3 separate regions of the Mus musculus genome follow, and regions 1 and 2 are each linked to region 3. The links are chromatin contacts, called in public HiChIP or PLAC-seq maps. All regions are on one chromosome and are shown on one strand. Each heading gives the region's core, a stretch centred on a gene start, on an enhancer-like site or on the middle of the called end of the contact. The rest is flanking DNA. Distances are from core to core; before and after follow the strand shown. Region 1 overlaps Myo16 (myosin XVI). Region 2 overlaps Myo16 (myosin XVI). Region 3 has its middle 18 kb from the start of 3930402G23Rik.

Region 1 (2,963 bases), core at 160-2,659, 330 kb before region 3:
ATCATGATTACATTACTCTTTGAAGCTGTCACTTTGTATTTCTGATTCTGCCAGAAACAGGTTGAAAATAGGAGAGCTGTGATCATGGAACATCGTGAAGTCGATGATAAAAAAATCCCAGAGATGAAACCCACGTGGATTTAAATTAATTTTATATACTAGAAGGTAATTTTTATTACCTAGTTTTGGAAAGAAATCTTGATTTAAAAGACTCTCACATTTTGCCTACTTTGGCAAAACCTTGTCTGTTTTCCTTCCCCTCCGGGAAGCGTTGTGTGCACAATTGGCTTTGCACTTACTCTGTGTTCAGGACTCTGATGGACCAGAGAGCCTTCCGGGCGATGCTGAACCCTGCTGCATTTCTCTCTTTTTACACTCTCAGCAAGACCTCATTTCCCAGTTGTTCAGATACAGTCACTGAGCTCTGACAACGGAACAGGAGCTCCGGAGACGGAAGCCACTTTTGTGACCTTTCCACTCACTAGTAAATAAGAAAAGTACACAGATCCACAAAGAGCTCACAGACAGTCATGGAGACCCAATAGGCCACCAGAAACATCCCTCCTCTGTGGCACACAGAGGTCTCTGCTTATTCACTGTAGTAGATGGGATAAGCGCAATGCACTCCCACTCATCCTTTGGCCATTAGCTCTCCATTGCTGGCAAACATTGTTATTTGTGTGCTGTCCTAACTAAGCCTCGTCCCCATAATCCAGCAGTTCTTATTCTGTACATCAGCTCAAGTCGGAGCCGCCTGTGTCTTCCAGTGATACTATTGCTAGGATATTGATCAGTGAGCCCCACCACTGCATACACAGTGCTCTACAGATGTGAAGACTATACCTATTAAAACTCCCGTTGGGACTTAATTTGCAAGCAATGACATTAGCTCCCTAAAACAAGATGGCACCCTGAGAAGAATTTTCCCACTTTCTAACCCTTCTTGGATAGGAGTGCTCTGCTTACCCACAACTCTCTAGTCAGAAACCTCAAACAGAAACGGTGTTTGGAGAGTAAGAGAAACTGTGTAAGGAAGGTACTTTCCTGACTATAATGGGCTCTGGGGCCCCAGGAGCTGCTAGCCTAGCCCCTTTGTCAATCAGGGGTGACAGTTGTATTCTCCTTGGGTTATGCTGTTGAGTATCCACTTTCATAATATGCTTTTCCCTCATTCTTAATTATATTTATCCCTTTAGAACATAACTTTCTGGAAAGTAAATATTTGAGATGTTAATAAATAGCTGATCAGGTTATGCCTCAAAACCGTCATGTGATGATGCCAGTGAATGCAGCAGGTGCGGAAGTAGCTTTTGGCTCCTGTTGTCTGTCTGCTGAGAACTGTGGGCAGGGCCCTGCTGGTCTTCTGAGGACAGAGGGTGGGGCCTGTTGGTCTGCTGAGGACAGTGGGAGAGGCCTGTTGGTCTGCTGAGGACAGTGGGTGGGGCCCTGTTGGTCCTGGCTGGCCTCACTTGCTTGGGCCTCACCTTCCTACATTTGCATTCCTAGTTCTGTTGTTTTCCCACAGCTGACTCAGAAGGGCTAGTCCACAGTGCACAGTGCAGAAGGCTTTCCCATGGCTGTCCTTTCCTGTTCAAGTTCATGTTCAAGGTGTGCACATGTGTACCACTGCTTAACCCCTTCCTCCCAGATGATCTTCCCGTCCTTCCAATCTAGCTTAAATCTTAGAGCCCAGTGTGGTGTTGCCTTGAGAACACAAGTCTCTTCCATGTTTCAACAGTAATGGCATGGACAAATTATTGGTGATTTTTTTCAGATTTTTTTTATTTTTAATTGTGTGTACTTGTGTGTGTGTGTGTGTGTGTGTGTGTGTGTGTGTGTGAAGGGAGGTGGCTATGTGAGAATTGGTGCCCTAGGAACACAGAGGCTTTGGATCTTCTGGACCTGAAGCTGTAGGTGGTTGTGAACACCTGATGCAGTTGCTAGGAAGTAAACTGGGTTCTCTGTAAGGGCTGTATGCATTCTCAACTGCTGAACCTCTCTCTATCCCTGATACATTATTGATGGATGCTAAACTGCCTCGAGATCTCTCTGTGCGCTGTTGTTGTTGCATGAGGTGCCTGGAGGGATACAGGTCACGTTAGGTGCTTCGGATTAAGTCTTACAGAATAAGCCACAGTTCCTTCAATTTTCACGTAAGGACTTAAATACATTTGCTAACTGATGGATGAAGAGGGAAACCTCTCAGAAGATGACGTGACTAGAGCAGACCAACTAATCCCTGTATATCTGAATACACATTCTCACATTACATATACAGCCCAGTGACTACAGCATCTAAAGATGAATTTCTGTGTCTCAGAAAGGTGCTAATAATATTTAACCTGTTTCTTTCCTGAGCTTGTGAGTGGTTACTAGAATGATAATATGGACCTAAAACATGGATACTATTGCAAGGAACAGAAACAAAACCTTACAGGTGTTCGTGTCCGTATACCTGAACTGAAATATACAGTTGCAGGGCAGTGGGTGTGGGGGAAAGGAGTGGGAGAAAACCCGCGGCCTGCCAGAGTTCCGGTGTTCTCAGCAGGCAGGCAGATTCGGAAGGACTGCTGCAGGCTTTCCACATAGCCCCGGGTGGGTGTCTGTCTGTGTGAAGCCATGGAATCCCAGCTCGCGGGGTGGGGGTCGGGGGAGTGGACAAGGGGCAGTCCTATATAACAGGTTCTCAGTCTCCAGCATCCCACAGTGGATACCACGGAGGAGCTGAGAACAAATGGGGGCCCCATGGGCAGCTCATCAGCCCTGGGGCTGAAGAAAGGAGAGGGCAGGGGGAGAGGGGGAGCTGGATGGTTCCCACACGGGCAAGAATCCTTGGTCTGGTCAATGGCTGGAGCGCAGGAAGGCCTTCCGGGCGGGAGGCTAGATGTGGATCGTTAGGGGAAAGCCTATCCCATTGGTCAAGCATGGCAGGCCTTGATGAGCAGAGACAGTCTATGGTTTTA
Region 2 (2,809 bases), core at 159-2,658, 360 kb before region 3:
TGACAGAAACTATAGAACCAGGCTGGGCATTGACTGCGAACATCCAGCAGCTCCTCCTCCTATAGAATGCTGGGCTGCAGTAGAAAGCTCTGAATAAGAGGAAACAGCCAGTGTGCAGTGGAATATTGTCCTTATCTTGTAATTTGCAATAAACAGATGTGGGACCCAAAGGCATGCCGCTGCCACCGATGCTCAGCCCTTTCCCACCTGCCAGCTTCCAGCCATCACCTGCACCATGCTACCACTAGGGCTTGCTAGGAATTCTTTCTGAAAACACAGTGGAGTTTACCACCGTGGGAGATGTTGGTGGTGCTTGGAAAGGAGGCCCTGTTGTCAGTGCTCCTTAGTCTCCTTTTCTTTTCTTCTTCTTTTTTTTTTTATGTTTTTTTTTTTCCCTGACATTACAACATCTTGCTATGGAACCCTAGCAAACATAATATTCACTCGACAGCCAGGGCTGGTCTCAAACATTCAGTGAGTCTCCTGCCTCAGCCTCCTGAATGCTGGGATTATAGCTTGCACAACACTGTCTATATTTATCTTTCATTCTGCCATGATTTATTGAGTTCCCTCTACATGCTAGGCATGTAACTCCTGTAAACGTATCAGAAGATGTATTTGAATTAGAGATACGGATGTACAAGAGGAGGGAGGCAGAACACAAGCAAGCTGAAGAGAAGGGGTGTGCCAGGCCTAGAGAAGGACTAGGGACAAGCCTGCGGCGGTCACCTGGAAGGCCTTCCTGGTGGGCATGGAGTCATGAATGAGGTCAGAGCTTTCCCTTTCCCTGAAGCCTATAATCTCTGGTGGTAAGAATGCAAGGAAGAGGTTAAAGCTTGCAAGGACAAAATCTGGGGCTAACAGAGTCTTGGAGGATCCTTTCCATGCTGGGAGACATTTGCATCTTAATTCAAATGAACCTAGAAAGGGGGGGGGGGAGAACACTCGGGGAAATGACCTTATTTCAGAGCAGGACTTTGGGCTCCATTCTAGACCAGATAACCCATGGTCTGCAGCCAGTCTTTCTGGGTACCTTAAGAGGTTTTGTTGCATCTCTACCTACCAGAGGCCAGCCCCAGCTCCCCAGCCCCAGCTGTGATGGCCAACTAAGAAGAATTCAGACACTTCTGAGTATCCCCCTAGATATACTTTTAATATACACCCAAAGTGTCCCAAAGAAGACACTTTATTTAAGAGCAAGTAGAAGACAACAGAATTTTGTGTTAATGTTGAAGAATTTGCTAGAACTCCCTGGACTAGGTCAAAAGTCAATGCATACAGAGCCAAGCATAAAGCTTGCCCTTATTTTTGAGTCACATCCTGGTGTGATTCATTGCTTCTGAACCCGTACCCTCTTCAGTGAGGGCTCAAACACCGCAGGTATTCAAACCATCAGGTGTTACCAGCACCCGACAGAAAGACAGGATGAATCACACACGCACACGCACGCACCAAACAAGGCACGGCCCCAGACATGTCTCAGGAAAACTTTAACTCTGACACAGCACTTTCCTTGCTCGCCTCTCCTTCTGCTTAGTCATCAAGACTCTCCAATCTCCCCCTTCGGAACTTTTCTTGCCCTTCCTCCAGCACTGAGGCATGAACAGGCTTGAGGACGCAGCCCCAGGCAAGTCCTCTGCTTCTCTACCAAGTGTGCATCTTCGTACACTGTTGGAGAACTCTACAGACCTAAGGCCACAGAACTGGGGACTTGTTTCTGCTGTGATCCTGTCGGTGCCTAAGTACAAAGCAAGGGCAATGCCTTTAGCAAGGAATGCAGGGTCTGGTCCTATACCAGCCCACTGCTTGTGCAGTGGAGAAAAATATGCAGAGTGCTCGAATCTAAATGTCAACAAGTTAAGGCATAGACACCTTCACTTCTCTGGGTGTGAGTAAGGTTGTTTTTGAGCAGACACTGGCATGTTACTCATAAGCCACAGGTCCATGGTTAGTATGGATGAAAACACAATCACCCTGATGAGAACAGCAGGTCTGTGGTGAGGAATTTCCTCTATTACAGTGTCATATTTTGGGCTAGGTTCTGGTTCATCACCATGGGACATCAGAAATAAGGTCAAGGACCAAAGCCGCCTCAGCCTTTCCACCTGCAAATGAGCTTATGAGGAAAGGCCATCAACAGGGTAAGAGGGCGCAGGACTGGGTGCACAGTGGAACCCTCGGATCTGGGCCTGCATGGGTGCCCACTAGGGGAACATGCTTGTAGGAGGATTAATGTACTGCCTAGCCTTGACAACAAGAGCGACCAAGATTCTCAGACTCTTAGATCGTTGCAGAAGCGTCTGTCCAGCTACACTGCTGACCCTTCATCTGGATGCCTGGCACTAAGGAACACCAGAAACTCCCCTTTCTGTCCACAGTTACCCTAAAATAGATCTGCGTTTTTTACGATAAAACAAAACCAGCAGGCAATGCAAGGGTTGCAATCTAACCCAAGTGACAAGTGTCTGAGCACATGGGGACTCCAGCTGAACCTGCGGAGTGGAAGCAGGGGGATACTTTAAAACCTTAATAACAAAAATGAAGGTTTAGACTATGGTGTCAATGTGTCTGTGTGACAGAATTGGGCTATCATGATGGCTAGCATCAATAGCTGAGTGGGAAGAATCTACAAGCCCTGGAAGATTGTCTCTTTGACCATTAGATAGAGCCAGATTCTGCTGGCCTCTGTTCACTTAACCTTTCCTGCACCTGGGGGCTGTCCCGTTCCCCTAATTGTAAGGCCTCCATTCCTTTCTGGGCTGCCTCTGGGACATGAGTGGCAGGCCTCTCTCCTCACCAATGTCCCCAC
Region 3 (3,102 bases), core at 180-2,679:
TTATTTTCCAGATTTGCTTTCTAAGAAAAATATATAAAAGAAAGTGGGAGGGGCTATGGAGTGGAAGCTCTGAGAAGCTCTTCCCAAGATGAAGTCCAGATTCTGTTTCTTGATTGAGATGAACTCCTCAGTGGGGTTGCAAGCTCACTGTAAAGAGAGTAGGCCTTCACTTCAGCTCAAGAAGAAGAACCAGACACAGAGATGGGTGTGCTTCATGCTGCATGCTTGGGGTAACTCCCACAAACAAACAAACAACCTCCCTGGGCGCTGCTGTGCACCCAGGGCAGCCATGTGTCTCCAGGGAAACACATTGTTCTTAGACAGCTCTACTCACTTGGAGTGATGCCCTGGGTCCACCAGTCACTGATACTGGGGTGTCCTGCATCCTGCCCATGAGGCTCTATCTTGGCAAAGCAAATTTTTAGCAGTTGCCATAATTAAATAGTGCAGATCATGAGGAAAACAGTGTGGATAGAAGACGCCGGCAAGGGGGTCCAATCCAATCCCCAGGGTGGTAATCACTTTTCTTTACTGTGACAAAATGCCTGATGCACAGAACGGAAGAAGGAGAAGTTTGGGGCTGCAGAGGGTGGCTTAGGGACTAAAGTATGTGTGCCACAGGAGTGGAATGCAATTCAGGTTCCCAGAGAATGACAGAGAGGTGTGGTGGCCTGCTGTAAGCCCAGCCTGGGGAGGCTGATGCACAGAATAGCCAGAGCAAGCTGGCTCCCAATGGCAGACATATGTGCAGGCTCTGGGTTTGATTGAGAGACTCTGCCTTCAATGAAAAAGATAACAAGATGATCAAGGATGAACTGCAGCATCAATCTCCAGCTTCTACGTGTGCACATGTAATGCAAGCACACACACACACACAAACACACACACACACACACACACATACACATACACACACACACGGGGTGGGGAATGACAAAGAAGGACTGAATTTACTTTCTTGTGGTTTCAGTCTATGGTCCCTAGGCTCTGTCACTCCTAGACTGAACATCATGACAGGAGTGTGGGGCAGGGTAGAGCTGCCCAGCCCATGGTGGCCAGCGAACAGGGAGAGAGGGCCAGAGACAAGAGAGAGACCCATTCCCTCCAAGAAGAACCCACCTCCTTTCCATGGCCTCTCAGCAATGCCACCAAGCTATGAGGCCACCAGTGAGGTCACAGCCCTGAAGATCCAGTCATCTCCCCCAAATCAGCTGGCAGCTGAGCCTGAGGGACATTTCAGTTCCAAACCATAAAGCTTAAGAAGCCAGCACACAAAACGCCCTCAGTAAGCAGGAGTTTCAGAGATTTAGAGATGAAAAAAAAAAAAAAACCTGTTCCCTTTCTGTTTTCATGAATGGGTTCTGCCGACAGCAGCTAAACCACCAATCACAAGGTGGCTGCGGGGAGTTGCTGCTAACTGCATCTGCACAGCACAGGGAGGAAGCTCTCTCTTGGCCTGGGTTCTTGTGAACCTTTACTGAGGCCACGAGGCCGCCCTGAACCAAGAAAGCCAGGAAGTCTCCGTAATGCACTTATCAGCTCCAGGGAAAACCCTCCCTGTCTTGGCAGCTGGCCCAGGCAGGCGTGGGGAGGTGGCCCAGGCCTTCCTGCTGCCTCGCCCACTGCGGAACAGCAGCAGTTGCCATTCAAGGAAGAGGCTGCACAGGAAACAGATGTGTACGCGCGGCAGAGAACCGGCACCAGCCCTGCGCAAAGCAGCCCGGCCCTCCATTCATAAAAACCGAAGCAAAGGCCATCCCAGACAGAGGAACTCGCCAAGCTGATAGTGACTGCGAGCAGCAAGTGAAAGGGCCGGCCCTGGAGGAAACAAATAAAAATCAAACACCCCATTTGAGCCAGAGAGATAGCTGAGGAAATTGCACCCATAAAGAAATTGCAGCTACAGGCAGGGAAGGGGGAGGAGAAGGAACGAGAAAGAAGAAGGGAAAACAGCAAAAGCCAAGGGGAGCGAGCAAAATAAAACTTCTCTGGCACCGGGCAGCCCAGAAGAGTGGCCTCCTCCTCTGTGGCCAACAATAGTAAAAAACCTACGTTTAAAAGCAAAACGAATCAGACAAAGGAATAGGGAAAAAAAAAGTCCTCTGACGCGTAGCAAGAGGGTCAGCAAAGGACAGATCAGATACCACGGTTGATGGGGATGGTTAGAGGATCAAACAGATGAGTAAAGGCAGGCAGGCTGAAGTTCAGCCAGGACTGGAAAGCCAAAAGGGTCGCACCTGTGTGGTCCCTGAGGGTCAGGGAGATTCGCAGAGCGCTCTCTCTCTCTCTCTCTCTCTCTCTCTCTCTCTCTCTCTCTCTCTCTCTCTCTCTCTCTCGATATTTTCAGGCAGGGGTTTCTCTGTGGAGCCCCTATGATATGTAGAACAAGTCTCAAACTCCTGCCTTGGGCCACTGCGCCACAAATAGCAGGGAGTTCGCGCACAGATTAACTCCTTGCCCTGGTTCCAGGCTTCATGAGCATGGGCTGACAAGGAGGGGCCACCCCCTAACACACACACACACACACACACACACACACACACACACACACACACACACACCGCCTTAAAACAATAGCAGCTAAACAACTAAGTAACCTCATTCAGCTGAAGCCAGCTGTGCAGTAGAAGGGGATCTGGAGGGGGAGGGGGTTTATTCTTAAGACATAAACTTAAGAATGTAAAACATCGAGCCTCAGTGCAAAGAGAGATGCTCCGCCCTCTCTTTTTTGTCTTTTGGTTGGTTGGTTGGTTGGTTTTTTTGGGGGGTTTGTTTGTTTGTTTGTTTTTCGAGACAGGGTTTCTCTGCATAGCCCTGGCTGTCCTGGAACTCACTTTGTGGACCAGGCTGGCCTCTAACTCAGAAATCCGACTGTCTCTGCCTCCCAACTCTTTTTGTTTTAAACAAGGATTATCAATTAAATTAATACCAGCACGCAGGAGGCAGGGGCAGGCAGATAAGTTTGAGGACAGCCTGGTCTTCAGCGTGAGTTCCATGACAGCCAAGGCTACATGGGAGAAACCAGGTCTAGAAAAACGAAAATAATAAAGTAAAATAAAATAAGTTACAAAGAAGAAGTTGGGGGATTACATTACCTCTGTG

The links. HiChIP or PLAC-seq counts read pairs in DNA pulled down with a chosen protein or histone mark.
Region 1: a contact with region 3 is called in an HNF4G HiChIP or PLAC-seq map of pancreatic cancer cells. The contact joins two enhancer-like sites. A contact is called at or near these places in 4 of 115 datasets of contacts at active chromatin or transcription factors (bone marrow-derived macrophages, embryonic basal ganglia, extraembryonic endoderm stem cells and 1 more).
Region 2: a contact with region 3 is called in an HNF4G HiChIP or PLAC-seq map of pancreatic cancer cells. The contact joins two enhancer-like sites. A contact is called at or near these places in 3 of 39 promoter capture datasets (liver, neural stem cells and pre-B cells), 2 of 15 datasets of contacts at CTCF or cohesin (large pre-B cells and pro-B cells), 4 of 484 Hi-C or Micro-C datasets (the AML12 cell line, bone marrow-derived dendritic cells, bone marrow-derived macrophages and 1 more) and 7 of 115 datasets of contacts at active chromatin or transcription factors (T-cell acute lymphoblastic leukemia, craniofacial prominence, embryonic basal ganglia and 4 more).

The regions. Positions count from the first base shown.
Region 1 is chr8:10,618,497-10,621,459 of GRCm38.p6, forward strand. All of the region lies in intron 34 of Myo16 (myosin XVI), which reads left to right. Among named protein-coding and RNA genes, the nearest start is that of Gm32330, 53 kb to the right of the region's middle. Within about 2 kb of position 1,410, at least 27 of the 459 cell types and tissues checked have an H3K27ac peak or open chromatin away from gene starts, as enhancers often do. A contact at or near this core is called in pancreatic cancer cells, where this site is marked.
Region 2 is chr8:10,588,208-10,591,016 of GRCm38.p6, forward strand. All of the region lies in intron 32 of Myo16 (myosin XVI), which reads left to right. Among named protein-coding and RNA genes, the nearest start is that of Gm32330, 84 kb to the right of the region's middle. Within about 2 kb of position 1,409, at least 34 of the 459 cell types and tissues checked have an H3K27ac peak or open chromatin away from gene starts, as enhancers often do. A contact at or near this core is called in the AML12 cell line, embryonic fibroblasts and pancreatic cancer cells, where this site is marked.
Region 3 is chr8:10,944,647-10,947,748 of GRCm38.p6, forward strand. No RefSeq gene overlaps it. Among named protein-coding and RNA genes, the nearest start is that of 3930402G23Rik, 18 kb to the left of the region's middle. Within about 2 kb of position 1,430, at least 301 of the 459 cell types and tissues checked have an H3K27ac peak or open chromatin away from gene starts, as enhancers often do. A contact at or near this core is called in the AML12 cell line, embryonic fibroblasts and pancreatic cancer cells, where this site is marked.